2 separate regions of the Mus musculus genome follow, and region 2 is linked to region 1. Evidence: chromatin contacts called from public Micro-C data. All regions are on one chromosome and are shown on one strand. The core of a region is the stretch at or near the end of the contact, and the rest is flanking DNA. Distances in the headings are between cores, read along the strand shown.

Region 1 (7,610 bases), core at 3,715-6,214:
ACTTTGTCTTTTAATTTTAAAGATTTATTGGCTGCAAGGCAAGGGAATATTTATAAGCATCCTTAGGTATTCACAAAACATGTCGTTGCCAAACAGTGTGGAGAATGGAAAGAAATCATCATTACGAAGCCGGATGATTCAGGAAATGTGGCTATAAATACAGGAGTGACAACATATTATCTCAGCCTCTTCCAGCTCCATTTTTTTTGAGTCATGATTATTGAGTGTGGCACTGTGGGAAGGCTGCTGAGTCTGTTTGGAACTAGAAGAATTTGGGGTTTAAAGGAGGAACCAGGCGTAATGTTTGGCAAGTTCCAATACAATAAGCAGTGTCAAGGCATCTCAGCTTGAGTAAATATATGTTGTATAATTTGCTTCTATCTTTTTCATTTCTTATAATGAAAGGAAAGTGGCAAGCAACAAGAAAGCAATTAATTGCAACAATGGTTGCTTAGCTCCCGTAGTGCCTGAATTAAAAAGAACATTAAGATTGCTTTTCTAATAGCTCATTTTTTAAACCATTGGTACTTTATGCATGGCAGATGCATCTGAATTGTTTTACAATACAGTTTTTTTTCTCCCTTATTGGCAAACAGATTGTCAACGTGAACTTTTGACCATCCTGTTGGTTGTTCCCCCTTGTTATCCCAACTTCACAAAGGCAAGTGTCATATCATAGTTAATCTATCAGAAGCCTTCTGTGTGAGAGGATGCTGGTAATTTGAGTCAGGCTGTTTATTGAAAAGTAAACTTAGAGGCTGTCATTGTCATCTCCTGGAATAGATTCAAGCCACAGTCTTGCACCAAATAGACACCAAATAAACAATGAGGTAAAAGGTGATCCTGTGCTCTGTGCTCCTGGCAGGGTGAGTGGACATTTTAAAGTTCTACTTTCTTGTCAAAGTAATGAGACAGGCATATTTTCTTCACTCTCATTGCAACTGTTGAATAGATTCTAGGAATAAATAACTTAGCTCAGATCGTCGGCTGCTAGGGGAGGGACAGATCTTCTTTCTTTCTTTTTTTGAGGAATGTGGTCCCTCATACTTTCATACTTTCACCATTCCTCAGCAGATGGCTCCACCACCCACACCCAGTCATATATGCAGCACTAGTTGGGTTAACAAAAAAAGAGGACATGAAGTCGGGAAGGAGTGAGGGAAGGGAGGTCACTTTTTTGGAGTAAGGGGGAGAAATAGGGAGTTATATTGCATGCTTATAAAAATTTCCCCAAAATTAGTGAAAATATTTACTAACAAAGGATTTAACACAATACAGGCAAAGGGCATTTCAGGGCTTGAGAAATGGTGGCCTAATCATTAAGTGTTTTCCGTCCTTCCCATTCTATACAGCAGTTCCCTGGCAATATTCATTCTCTGGTTCACCAACATGTTTCTCCTTGGGATTACTACAGTGCCTGACCTAGTGGATGCCCCACACCCCTCAAATGTTTGTGGAGTAAGCAATGTCCAAATACTTATCAAGGGACGAGGCCATAATTACTGCTAAGACTCTCAAGGCCTTTCCTTTGTGCCACACTCTGTCTTAAGCATGCCACATATTCCCAAACATCTGCTCTCAAGAGACTGTGAGACAAGTGCTGTGCTCCTCACCTTATAAATGAAGGAACAGAATCAGGGAGAATTTCTACGTTTGTTTTAGGTCATAGAACTAGGAAGGGACAAAATCAGGATCTATGCACAGGCCAACTGGCCTCAGAGTTGTGACTTTTGGCTGTCATTAATCATACACAATGGTAACAGAGAGGTTGTTTGTGCCTTAGCTATTCATTCATTCAATCATTCACTCACTCATTAAATCATTCATGCATTCAATGTGAATTATTCACCCTCCATATGTTGATTAACTGGTGATACTCTGTATATGATGGGCACATTCCCTACCAACATAGAAAATACAGTCTAAACTGACCCCTTAGCTAAGTCATCCCAGACTTTCTTCCATGACTCGTACAATGAGGGATAGTTGTAAGCTGGGTTTATTCAGTAGATGAAAACTGCATACAAAAATGCAAGAATTTAAGGGAAGGCCCAAAGAGAATTGAGGTGACATTGTTTTGCCTATTATGAGGTACCCGGATACATTTCACTTTTCTGTTGTGAGTATAGGATGCATGTGTATACCACATGTTTCCAGTAGCCCCGGAAGCCACCAAAGCCCCTTCCTGCTTCCAAATTCTGTGAACAGATGTGTGGTCTTGCCATCTGAACCATATCACTGACATCTGGGTCCTGATGAGCCAAACATTGTTCCTGTTCCATTCCAAACTTAGGACCAACTTATACAGGGGGGACTCAGCCCATGAAGGGGGACAGGGTATCAGGAAAGGGTCTCTTTCTCTTCTCAGCATCTTGGTTAGAAGTCACTAGACGGAGGTGACACTATGTGTTTTATATCTGCTGTTTCCATTTCAAGTTTCTGGGAACTAGTGTCCATCTGTAAAACACGCTGCAAGATTTCCTAAGTTTCACATGCATACCATTGGCAGCACTCTACTTCTCCGAGTGGACAGGTCTCTTCAACATTTCATTCATTCATTCATTCATTCATTCACTCATTCATTCATTCACCTGTGTCTTTATTGACCAAAACTTTATTAAGGGGTAAAGAACACACAGCTGGAAGGCTAGAGTTTGCCTAATAGACACAATGTTTGGAAAGGAGTACAAAGCCCAGTAATGGATGTTGAAGGGGCCGATTGATGGATGTGTGAACAAAAAAGGGTTAGAAAACCATTATGTTTTTACTTCAAGAGATTGCTTTTAATTGAGAATGTATTCAAGTATAGTATTCCAAGTTATCCTTGAAGGATGGGAAAAAAATTAAAACTGAATCAAAACTAATTTGTCTCATCAGGATCCAGCGAGTTTATAAAACGAATCCATTGACTTAGAATCTCCCAGTTTCATCTGCTTTTGCTCAGGGTCATAGTCAAGATGACTGATTATCCTGGAAAGGGCTCTGTAGCCTATCTCATAAACAGAACAAAACACATCACACTTGGTCAGAAAGCAGGCCAAATCCTCCCTCTCCAGAGGCTGGGAAAGTTGAGCTGCGGTTGAGATTTGGCTGCAAAGAAAGAAACAGTCAAAATGAGGGCTTAAACTTGGGAGGCTCAAGGGAGAGTGGGTGGTGTGTACCTACCTTGAGGGCCCAGGATTCCAGAAGTATGTTAGGACATGGGCTCACTCCAAAGCTTATCAAAGCAGGCTCTTAAGTTCTGACAACTCTTAAAAGTGCTACAGATGTTTAGCCAACTCAGAAGTTTCAGGAATATCTGATTTCTTACACTTTGCTTCCAAATGTTTATCCACACTATTCCATGTAGAACTTTAGGTGATCTGTTACTAAACCCTGGTTTGGGAACCTGGGTTTTTGGGTTCACTTCTGCAGATGAAATGTGTACCAAAGTCCTTCATAAGTCTCCCCCCACCATCCTCCACAGATCCCTGCCCATCATTGGCCTGCACAGCTGTCCAGTACTGGTCTTTCCCCTCCCCTAAGCATTGAACTGGGTCCCTTATGGGTCTCAGCACTTTAAAATAAATGTCTATAGAAATTTCAAGTCTATCATGTATCTATCAAAATCCTCTGAGATCCCTGCTCTTCTCTTTGCTTTTAGGTATCTGTTTGACTGAGCCCAATAATAGTTGACAGTAAAGTGAATTTCCCCAAAATATAAACAACTCTGTTATTTTCTTGAGTTTCATTCTTTGCCATTTATTGAATGCCAACATATGCCAAGCATGGCCACCCAGCGTAACAAACAGTAAAGGTGAGACAGAGAGGCTGTGTTGTCAGTACAACACAAATTTAAGTGATGTGGCACACTGCGGTGGTAGTCTTTGTAGATGCCTGGAGTTAGATGGTTCAGTCTAAGATTCCAGGGAACCAGTCCAATGGAAGGCTGCTTACCCTATAGGTTGAGAGTTGAGAGTGGAAAGGATTGGATTGAGTCTGATTTTTCTGATTTCTCTCTAATTATTGAGGTCCATCCTCTTTAAACGGGCACTAAGCAGGCGTTCTAACATAACCAATACATTTGTTTATCCAAAAAGTATATATAGTAAGAAGTTAGGAGAAAAATTCCATTCCACCCATTCACCCCCTCATCATTATCTCTTGTCAAAAAAAAAAAAACCAAAAAAACCAAAAAAACTGTTCTTCTTCAGGATTTCAGAAGCCACAGGCTGTAACTCCAAGGTCAGTGTCTGCACTCATCCCAGCTCCCTTCTCCCTTTCATCCCCACAAGAGGTTTGAGGATAGTTGGGTATTTTTCTTTTTATTCTCTTAAGATGGAAAATCCTGAAGATTGACTCAATATTGAGTAAGAAAGAATATTTGAAACTAAAATTCCGTGCACACAAGTGAATGCAGTCTCCTTTCTTCATCCACATCTTCCACGCATTTTTGGTTTTGTAGAGAGCAATGAGGTACTTGGAGCAGTGAGTCAAATATTTCCTGCTCCTTGGCAGGTAGGGCTGACATTTTTGATCTGATGTGACGGGTTTAGAAATGAGCCTAGTGGACATGGGTGGCATAGGTTTAGAAGGCTTTTGCGGGGCCTGTTTTGAAAGGATATATTGAACCAAAAGAAAAGAATACTCCATTTAACCACGTGCTTTCTTCTCAGTCTGCATAGCAGAGAGTTTCAGACCCTTGATGTTTCTGAGTATTTTGCAACAAGGCCCTCCTCTTCTCTTGCTACCATACAGCTTTGTGTACAGGTGACTACTGTGGACAGCCAATGCAGAACTCAATGGAAGTCGTTGCCTGATGGGACGGCTAATGTGGTTGCAGAAGGAAGCAAACGGCCTTTCAGCAATCCCACATAGTTACTGATATTCGCATGGGGGAAAGCCAGCGTTTCTGTGTGAACAGAGGAAATTGCCTCATGTTAATCCCTGTGCCTTCAAAAGACATTTGGGATGTGGGACTCCTGCTAGGGTTTCATGCAGTAATATATAAAATATGCACTTGACCAAGAGCTTGCAGTTTTGACTAATGGGATTATTAGCCAATGAGTAATATGCTAAGTTTGCCAAGTCTAAGTTTATGGCTGGACCTTTGAAAGCCAGAACTCCATGTTCCGATAGTCAGAGGCATTCTAGTCTTGCAAGTTCAACCCTAATTAGAAAAAAAATACTAGGGAGTTATTATTTTTGATCAGAAAACTTGAAGTAGTGAGGGTCTTTTTGTTTATTTGTTTATTTTAAAGACTACAAATGCTAATATTTTGGAAGGATTCTTAGGGCATGTTAGGGAGTAAACCTTTTTGGAAGTAGAACATTTGAGAAGGGTCGGTGGTATAATTGAATAATGTAATTTGATCAAAAGAGAAACAACTTTGATGAAGTAGTTTATTACTTGCATAATTTTTCTTACCAAACAGAGTGCACAGCTACCAAGGCAGAGGACAAATTAAGGAGACACAATATCCAATCCAAGTTTGGCACACGAGAGAAAACACCTGGCTGACTGATTTCATTGTTTGCTTTCCAGCTAGTGTGCTTGGTGTGGTAGAGACACTTTGTGGGTTTCCTGTCTTTAACAGGCTAGTCGCCACAGATGACTACCTTGGAAAAAACATGATCTAACACCGAGATGACAGCCAGGTCTCAGCAGAAGGATACAATTTCTTTTATATATATATATATATATATATTCTATGCACATATATGTATATATGTTTATACATGTACACACACACACATATATATTCATATATATTGACAATTCTGTAATTCTGTTGCTTTGTTCTATTTTTAGCTGTGTGTTTAAATAATTTCAGGAATAATTGTTTTTAATTGTCTTTCGTTGTAGGCAGCACAGTTGAGAGTAAAATGAAGAGCTCATGAGGTCATGCAGCCTTTTCTTATTCACACACATTCTGCTACGTATGTGTGAGGGTTATCAGCATCTACCCCAGTTTCATTCACCATTTTCCCTCTGGCCTTCATGAAGTTTGCTTTCTTCTCTACAGACACAGACTAGCTCAGTTCAATGGTGTTACTCTGCTGTTAGACTGCTTACATCATGTTTAGATTTTTTTTTTAAAGACTATGTCTCTCTACCATGGTTCATGAGTTCCATTTTTGGGAGGCATTGATCCTAAATCTTGTGCTTTATTTTTCTCATGGCATTGAGTGGGTAGAAACAAACTCTAGTTCCTAATTCACTTTAAAGAACATGACCCCCCCCCCACTTTGTTCCTATTTTCTTGTTAAAACTAAATTGTGTGCAATTTGTAGGAAATTGAAACCACATTTTTTTCACTTTTAACTTTCCAAAATTAAAATTTATGGGGGGGGGGAAGCAATAAAGTGCTTACGAAATGGTCATCTATAATTATCTTCGTGGGTTGCACACATTTGAGGAAAATGACTTGGAGACCCTATCAAGGTTTTACAACCGCAGGACACTGGGCTTCTCACCAATCTCCCAGTCTCCCAGTCTCCCAGTCTCCCAGTCTCCCAGTCTCCCAGTCTCCCAGTCTCCCAGTCTCCCAGTCTCCCAGTCTCCCAGTCCCCCAGGTGTTGGAGCCAAGATTCACCTCCAGAAAAGGCTAAAGCTTACACTACACATTCAAACATGCAGTGTGCGCAGAGGCCCTCAGGAGTGCTCACAACACAACTAGGCAGGATCTCAACAGGTTTTCCCCTTTTGTTCCGTAGCGACTGTTGTTATAGTGACATTTACCATGTAGACCGCTTCTATGGCTAGTTCTGGACTTGATGTCAGTTCCTGTAACGTTCTTGTCACGCTCTACCTGGCCGTGGAAACCACAGAACCAGTTACATGAACTGCCTGTTTCTGGTTGCTGCTGCTACTGTTTTGGATTCTGAGTTCAGGGCTCTCTTCCTCCCAACCGTTCCTATGAAACGTTCTAGAAGACATTCAAGGTCTGAGCTATGATTTGTTTCCATCTTGGAGGAAAAAAGTGTTTATACTTGTCTGCTCTTTTGATATGGACATTATGGTTTCCACATGAACAAGAGTACATTTTCTAGTCTGAAAGCATTGATGTTTCCACATTAGTTTTTTGATATTATTGTTGTTGTTGTTGCTTGATTCTTTTGGTTTGGTTTGGTTTGGTTTTCTTTTTGTTGTTTGTTTGTTTGTTTGTTTCACTTTTGGTTTTGTTTTAGAAGAAGTCTCCCTGGCTGCCCTGGAACTTGTTATGTAGACCAGCCTAGCCTCTAATTCACAGATATCATCCTGCCTCTGTTTCTGGAGTGTTGGGGTTAAAGGAATATATCACTCTACTTAACAATCAATGACAAATGTATCAAACCATGCCTACCTTGAGGTAATATGTTTAGAAGTAGTATACTTGATGTGGATGTGATGAAGTCATTCACTCAATTCATTCATTCTTTTCTCCCACTGAGTAAATATTTATGGAATACCTTCTTGGTTTTATGTCTTAGATGAAACTCTAAATATAGAGTACTCAATACAAAGCTACAAGTAATACTTGCACTTAGCAACTTAGTCATTGAACCTTAGTGCTACCATCACCATTACAGAGCATCAGGGTGGATATGTGAAGCCTTACCAGGCGCCTGGAAGTACCTAATGACTTAGT
Region 2 (7,610 bases), core at 3,352-5,851, 330 kb after region 1:
TCACCTTCATTTCGAGAAACCAGGATCTCTCACCACCCTGGAACTCATAAAGTAGACTAGATTGGTTGATGAGCAAGCCACAGGGATCCTCGTCTTTGTCTCCCAGGAGTTAGGATTGTAAGCACATACTGGCATACCCAGCCTGTTCTTTGTAGGTTCTTGAGATTGTACTTGCAAATCAAGCACTTTGACTACTGAGATATATCTTCAGCCACATTCTGCTTTGATATAGTCTTCCTAAAAGCCTGTGTGCCAGGTCACCAGTTATTGGATCTGATCATTGAGTGATGGCTAGATGATGAGGGCTATGACTAATCAGTGGACTAATCCATTGATAAAGTCATCATAGGATGATGCTATGGGGAAGTGGAGTCTATCTAGTTAAGGAAACTGGATCACTGGGAAAGATACAGCTTAGGAATGATATATCTTATTCTGGGGTTCTTTTGGTTGTTCATCTCTGTGTCCTGGTTGCCAAGAAGTGAGTAGCTTGTCTTTGCCTTGCCCCCTGATGTCACAATGGTCTGCCTACTCACAGGACTGTGGTAATGGAACAAGCTCATCATAAATGCAAACCTCTGGAACTAGGAGCCAAAACCTAGTCTTCATTTCATAAGGTGCTTCTTCAGGTACTGTTCTTGAAGTAACAGAATTCTGGTGAACATGGGGGTTTCTGTCATGCTCTGCATTGGTATGACAAGGATTAACCCCTGATGCCTTTATCTCAGATCATGCCAGTTATCTCAATAAATCAGGAACCCAGAAGGATTCAATCCCAATTTAAAGCTGCAGTTTTGGCTGAGGGAGTAGTTGTGGGGTAGAGTGCTTGCATAACATACACAGAAAACAGGCTTTGGTCTGTAGTGCCACCAACTAAATTTTACAAGTTGCAATTCCTTCACCTGGTGTCCCATTCCTTCAAAGCTTTATGCTTACCAAATCATTTACTACCATCCAACACAATCTAGACTGTGTTTATTTTTTATTTTAATTAGTGCTTAGCCTCCTATAATTAGAGAGTAAGCCCCATGCTGGCAAGGATATTTATCTTGCTCACTGCTCTTCATCTCTGAGCACTTAAAATAGTGGATGGCCAATAGTTGATGCTCAATGCATGTGGCAATGAGATTCATATCAAACCACAGGACTTAAATGAATTACAGCTTCTCCAAGGGCAAAGATCACGTCTTGGGCTTGCTTTCACTTATTTATGACGTGATACCATCTGCTGAGTGGGTCTTTATTACACTAGAAATGTGTATTGCTGCTCAGATAGATATCAATATACAGGGGGAGGCTATTAGTCTGAGAAACCACATTCCCCCTCTTCTGGTGACCTCATCCTCCAGGCCTTGCCTGGCCATGACTCATAAATGCACAACACCAACCCCAGACCTCACCCACACCACAGCCTACCTTCCCTGTTTTACAGAATATCTCCACCATGCTAAGCAGCTCGAATTCCAGGGGTCATTTAGAGTAAAACTATTGCCATCTATCTCTCTGCCCAAGTTTCCAAAGACAGAAATGGCCTTTGCAGACTCAGTTATTTAAGCATCTATTTATTAGTGGGCTGTAGATGGCATTTCTTCAGACTTCCTCTTCTTCCTTATGGTTCCTTCCTGACCATTTTTATTGTTATCATTTTGAAGTCCCCACAATTGTCTGCATGGGCCATTGAACCATTCCTTTCCTGGGCTCTCTGTCCTACTCAGTTCCAATGACACAGATTTCTAATTCAGTATTTTTCAAGCTCTGGACCATGCCCATGTATTGGAAATCCCCTGGTAGACTATTGCCCACATTATAAACTACCAAAGAATACAAACCATTGTTCAAAGTCATTTTTAGGGATGGCTCGGTGAGTAACCATGCTTGTTGTATAAGCATGGAGACATGACTTCACAGTACCTACATAAAGGTCCAATATGTCATTCATGATGTTAACTCCAGCACTGAGAGCTCAGAGACAGGAGGATACCTGGAGCTTACATAGCAAGAAACCCTGTTTCAAGGTAGAAAGTCAAAAAGCACCAGGAGAGGATACCCAGGATCCTCCTCTAATCTACACATGTGTACCACAGGCACACACATATAAATATATACATGCACATATACACAACACACACACTCACACAAAATAAGTATAAGTATAAAAGTTTTGTTAAATGTGCACACGAATGTATATTATAAACTATTATAGACATGTATTTCTCATAATGGTTCAAATGTTACTACTCTAGTCTAATGTAATTTGAAGTTTATATGTAGTTAGGTCATCCACTATCTAAAACCTCCAGCAATTCCCTGTTGCCCTCTGAATTCAGTCTAAACACACCATGACTCCATTTAATGGCTTCTGAATCGTGACGTTCACCTTCCCTTCCAGCTTGATTTCTAACATGCCTCTACTTGACTTAGAATGTTCATCAGGCTCCAGAACTCATTTCTCCAACACACTCTGATTCTTACCCTTGTAACTTTTCATAGCTGTTCTTTCTTACAAAGCAGTGACTGCCCATCAAGGGGTGTGATTTTGCCCCTCCCCCGCCACCTCAGATATTTATAATTAGATGTAGTTTTACTTCTACAACTGGATTGGACTGGGTCATGGCCCTAGCATCCCGTGAGTAGAGATGAGGGTTGTTGCTGAATAACCTACAATGCAGTCAATCAATATTAGTATGGTTGAAGGTGACAACCTTGCTTTAGAGCAATGGCTCTCAAGACCTTGGTGCATCCAAACTTCCAGGGTGTGCAAAGGTCACAACCCTGCGGGGCTTTGCCTCTAGCATTTCTGGTTCTAGAGATCTGAAGTGGAAGCTAAGAGCTAGCATTTCTAGCAAGTTCCCAAATGAAGATGGAGCTGATGGCTCTGCCAGTATAAAACCACAGTCATCTAGACTAAAGCCACATCCTCAGATGAATATTTATCAAGGATTAGTGGTATCCATATCAGAGTAAGTGCTTCTTCCTTCACAGAGCTTATTGTCACATAAGCTCAGCACCCCCCGTTTTTGACCCTTCCAGCACTTGCTTTCCATAACATGCATCCTTTGACATAGCTGTCACTATATCTTTCTGTCCACAACACTTCCCAACTCCATAGTGTAAATAGTGCCCAGATGAGACTTGCACACAGTCTTTTCTGCCTTTTGATGCTCAAGAGCACTTTGGATGATAACCCCAGTTGAACAATGTCTATCTCCAAAGACTATGAATAACCCCCGATCTCCACCAGTTCTCGGCAAGTTTCTTTCTGCCCATTCCCCTTCTACATGGAAGATTATGAAAGTATTACCTATTAGAGCATGAAAGTACATATGATCTTTTTCATGTATCTATAACTTAGCAACTAAGGGGCAAAGTTGAACTGGAAGGGCAGACATTACCCATAAAGGAAGTGGGTGCATTATAGCCCAATATTTTGTCTTCATTATCTTGTACAGAATAAGCTCTCATCTGAAACTTTCATGCTGAGCAGTCAAAAGGGATATAAAAATGTCAAACAGCAGTCGTCACCCTTGCCTTACCATATGAGGGCCGTATATGCACCACGTACAACTGGGTACTGAATGTGGCCTTTCAACTTCAAGTTCCGTGTTTTATTTCCACTCTGCTGCAAGCTTCTTCTACTTGGATTACCCATGCACGAACCTAAAAGAATGTAGTTTAATTACATCATCAAAGACCCTTAAACACCCTCTTCTCCCCCAAAGATGTCTTCTCAGCGCTCACCAAGCACTGGTCACACTTCAAATTAAGTGCCATGTGTAAGAATGTAATGTAGACTTAATCAGACAGTTATTATATGTTAAAGACCTCACAGTTATTTAAAACATATTTATTGAGGTTTAACAAGTATGCCAAGACAATTTTCCACAAACAGCAGGGACTGCTAAGAGAATGCAGTCAAGGACTCTTACACCAGGCGATGTGTCTTGGGCATGGATGTACTTTATACCAGACTGCTAAAAAAATAATGAAGACTCTCAAAGGGCTTCCATCTGGGAGGGCAAAAGGGACAGTGAATTTGTGTACTGCACACTCACCCCTGGAGACCCAGGAGCAGTTCCTGTTGGAGATGGGCATGAAAAATGAGCTTGGGGGTCTTCCACTCATCCTCATTTGTGCTCTGAGCAAAGCCAACTGTACTGCAATGGTGTGATTGATGAGGGCCATTTAGGGGAGCTGGCTGGGTGGGGGAGAGAAGAGTTCAGGAGGAGTCATTGGGAATAAGTCAGAGGGAGGGGACTCGTGAAGACTCTGGCCATAATATTGATGCTTGAAAAATTTAAAATGTGTCTATCTGTGTCACACACGCATAATAATCCCCTCTAGACAGCGGCTACCACAGGACACAATCACCCCCGTGTGGTGTTTGAAAACATTCATCTTCTTAGGCATGGACCCAATGCTCTCTCCCTTAGGCTCTATGTGTTATATATGAGGAAAGTGGGCTGGAAGGAGCTTCCTTTCCACCCTGCCCAGCCCTCCTCCAGCTGCAGTGGCAAAGCCTATGTTGTGGCCTGGAATACTGACGCCATGGCAGTGGCCTGACACGGTGGCGCCTGGCCGGCAGCATGACTTCACAAGAGGGTCAGGCCAGAAGACCTCAGATGGACCATGAGTAAGGAAAGCAGCAAAAACTAATATCCTGAGCAGTCAGAAACACGCCGAAGGAAATTATTCATAAATATTTGAGGAGCGATGCAGCCCAGAGTCTTGAGAGAACAGCTGTCGGTCTCCAGGTTCATCCAAAGCTCCACCCCCCCACCCTTTCTTACAGTCCAGCTTCTGCTCTGTGCCAAGCCCCACAGTGCCCTCACCTGCCTCTCACACAGCAGTGCCTGGATGCCATGCAGGTTGGCAGCCACCCACTAGGTCTCTAGCTGGTAATCTAGAAAAGCTGCTCATGTTGAATATGCAGCAACCTCAATGAATTTCCTTCTACTCCTCTCTGAGCCTCTGTGTTTGTGTGTGTGTGTGTGTGTGTGTGTGTGTGTGTGTGTGTGTGTGTCCACGCATGTATGAAAGAAGTGGCATAGACTCTGGCCAATGATGAAAATCAACTGCAGGAGGATAATTATGTTTTACAGTTTTGCTAAACACAAGAAAGTATTTTCTCAGGCCATTTAATTGGAACAACATCATGGGTTATACCTTCATTGTAATAAAACTCCACTGTGTGTCCAAGCGCCAGGGGATTTATTAACTCGCTTGAGCTCTGAGAATCAGCAGGCAGGGTCAGACACGGCCAGTGATGATGACATCATAGGTTTTGGCAGCTCTTTTCAACTGGTGTTGAGTGAGGTAATGTCCCCAAAATTAAAACTGACAGTAAGATTAATGATGATAGATTCACTGAGGGATTTTTTTTTCATGATTTAAATTGGTGTTCTGTTTCTTCCAGGCTGGATAGCCAAGAGAGCCTTGTACCATTAGTTCAGCATATCAGGAAAGCAGATAACAGAAGTCCCTTCCTTAAGCCTCTAGGGACAGGCAAGAACTTTAGGGTTAGGGGTAATTTAGAGATAGAAAGACACACCCTCAAGTCTGTCATGCTAGTTTGGACAGTGATATAAACTGTCCTTATCAGACCAGCAAACACAAGTGGATTCAAAACTTAGGTACTAAAATGGCCATGTGTCTAATGTGGGGTGGTGGCCTTGTGCAGGGGCAGGGAGTACCACCTCACGGAATCTTGCTTAAGTGAGTCAGAATCCATGGTCCCATAACTGGAGCAGGGCTGGTATTTTATAGTTTCTATAATGAAAACATTTCAGAGAAGATGAGGAGCATAAAGTGCAGTCTGAGGCTGGTATTTAGACTAGGCATAAGCTGTGTGGGAAAGATTCATTGTAGCAGGCATCTTAGATGCTCGGCTGTCTTACAAACACGATTTTCCTAATTGACTAATTATTCTACTCCCAGTCTACTGTAAAGTTCTCAAGAGGGGGAACCAACTGTTTTCATCATTGGGATGTCCATCATTATCACAGTAGCATACAGCAGGCACTCAAAAATATTTGTTGAACATGTGTTCCCTCAAGTAGATCCCTTGAGCAATTCTCATTAGAAATTTAGTCCTTTTTTTTCCATTTTTTATTAGGTATTTAGCTCATTTACATTTCCAATGCTATCCCAAAGGTCCCCCATACCACCCACCCCCACTCCCCTACCCACCCACTCCCCCTTTTTGGCCCTGGTGTTCCCCTGTACTGGGGCATATAAAGTTTGTGTGTCCAATGGGCCTCTCTTAGAAATTTAGTCTTATGACAGAGTTTATGGAGTAAATGTTTAAATAATAAAAGGTCGTTTCTTCAATACATGGTCTATATGTTCACTAGTCCATATGGAACTATCTCACCAATCTGAAATAATATAGTTTACCGTTGAAAAAGTGTACAAGAAAACACAAAGGAAAAGCATCCTAGGATATATGCTAAACAGCCACTTGTCAGAGTAGTCTGGTGGGAGTAGTTGAATTGCAGGATGGTCTTCTTCCAAAACAAGATGCAATCACAGATTCAACACTTAGCTTACAACCTTACTTAGAATAGCCCATGGACGCCCACAGTCCTGGAAACACAGGAGAGAACAGGTTCTCTGGGAAGACCTGGGAAGATCCTAAGTAAAGAACATAATGGACCGCAAAGTTTGGGCTAGCACTGGCCCCACCCCTAACTACCCGAGATATGTGCGCTCCACCTCTCCTCTTCCCAGAGTCTCTGTCTCTTCTCTGGTAAGGTAAGCTACTGAAGCACAGAGCACTAAGCCCCTAGCAAGGTAGCCATTATCTGGTGTTAAACATTTAATTGTTCTTGGGGGCACACCACGTTGCTCAACTAGAACATACTAACTCTGTATTCCAGCTGTTCAAAGATAATCAGAGTCTCTTCCCCAGGCCCTGGAATTTATGGTCCTCCTTGGAGTAAGAATGGAGCATCTTCCCCCACCTTTTTTTTTTTAACTTCAGTAAGGGCCTTTTCTCCCCAAGTTCTTCTGATGTTGCATTCTTCCATACCTGACATGCCTTTCTCTCCCTACACAATGTTCTCTTTACACAGAACATCATCATGCGGAGAAATGGTTTAGACAGTGTTTGATTGCCAGGAATAACAGAGAATACGGCATAACCAAAATGGTTCTTTTGGAGAGAAGAAAGAACTATATTGAACATCTTTTGGGTAGTGTATATAGCCTATGATGCCCCTTTCCCAGGCACTTCCCACTCTGCCCTTCTGCAATGCCATACTTATTTCAATCAGAGCTCTAACTTTCTCCATGCTTAAGCTTATGCAAATTAGATCAAAGGAATCTAACCTAGGAACCTTAACAGTGCTAGCACAAAAGGGAGTAACTTGCCAATTTGAGAGTCTTATCAGGGAGACTGGCTTTCAAATATCTTGGGTTAGGAAAATGAAATGAACCAGGATACCTGGACACAGACTGAACGTTCTCCAAGCAGCCTCCAAGATAAGAAAGTAGCCAACTGGGGAAGTCTACTCCTTGAAGATAGATCTATATATCAGAGGAGCTGAGCCTAGCTGAGCATTAGAGTCAACTGTGGAACTTTCTAGCATATCAGAGCCTGAGATGCTGCTCTG

The links. Hi-C and Micro-C count contacts between places; a contact is called where the count stands out from the background.
Region 2: a Micro-C map of muscle stem cells shows a contact between it and region 1, with 11 times the contacts expected there. The contact joins two enhancer-like sites. A contact is called at or near these places in 3 of 484 Hi-C or Micro-C datasets (the C2C12 cell line, muscle stem cells and uterus).

What each region holds. Positions count from the first base shown.
Region 1 is chr11:44,943,782-44,951,391 of GRCm38.p6, forward strand. All of the region lies in intron 10 of Ebf1 (early B cell factor 1), which reads left to right. Among named protein-coding and RNA genes, the nearest start is that of Gm51859, 140 kb to the right of the region's middle. Within about 2 kb of position 4,965, at least 53 of the 459 cell types and tissues checked have an H3K27ac peak or open chromatin away from gene starts, as enhancers often do. A contact at or near this core is called in the C2C12 cell line and muscle stem cells, where this site is marked.
Region 2 is chr11:45,270,105-45,277,714 of GRCm38.p6, forward strand. No RefSeq gene overlaps it. Among named protein-coding and RNA genes, the nearest start is that of Gm12159, 160 kb to the left of the region's middle. Within about 2 kb of position 4,602, at least 25 of the 459 cell types and tissues checked have an H3K27ac peak or open chromatin away from gene starts, as enhancers often do. A contact at or near this core is called in the C2C12 cell line and muscle stem cells, where this site is marked.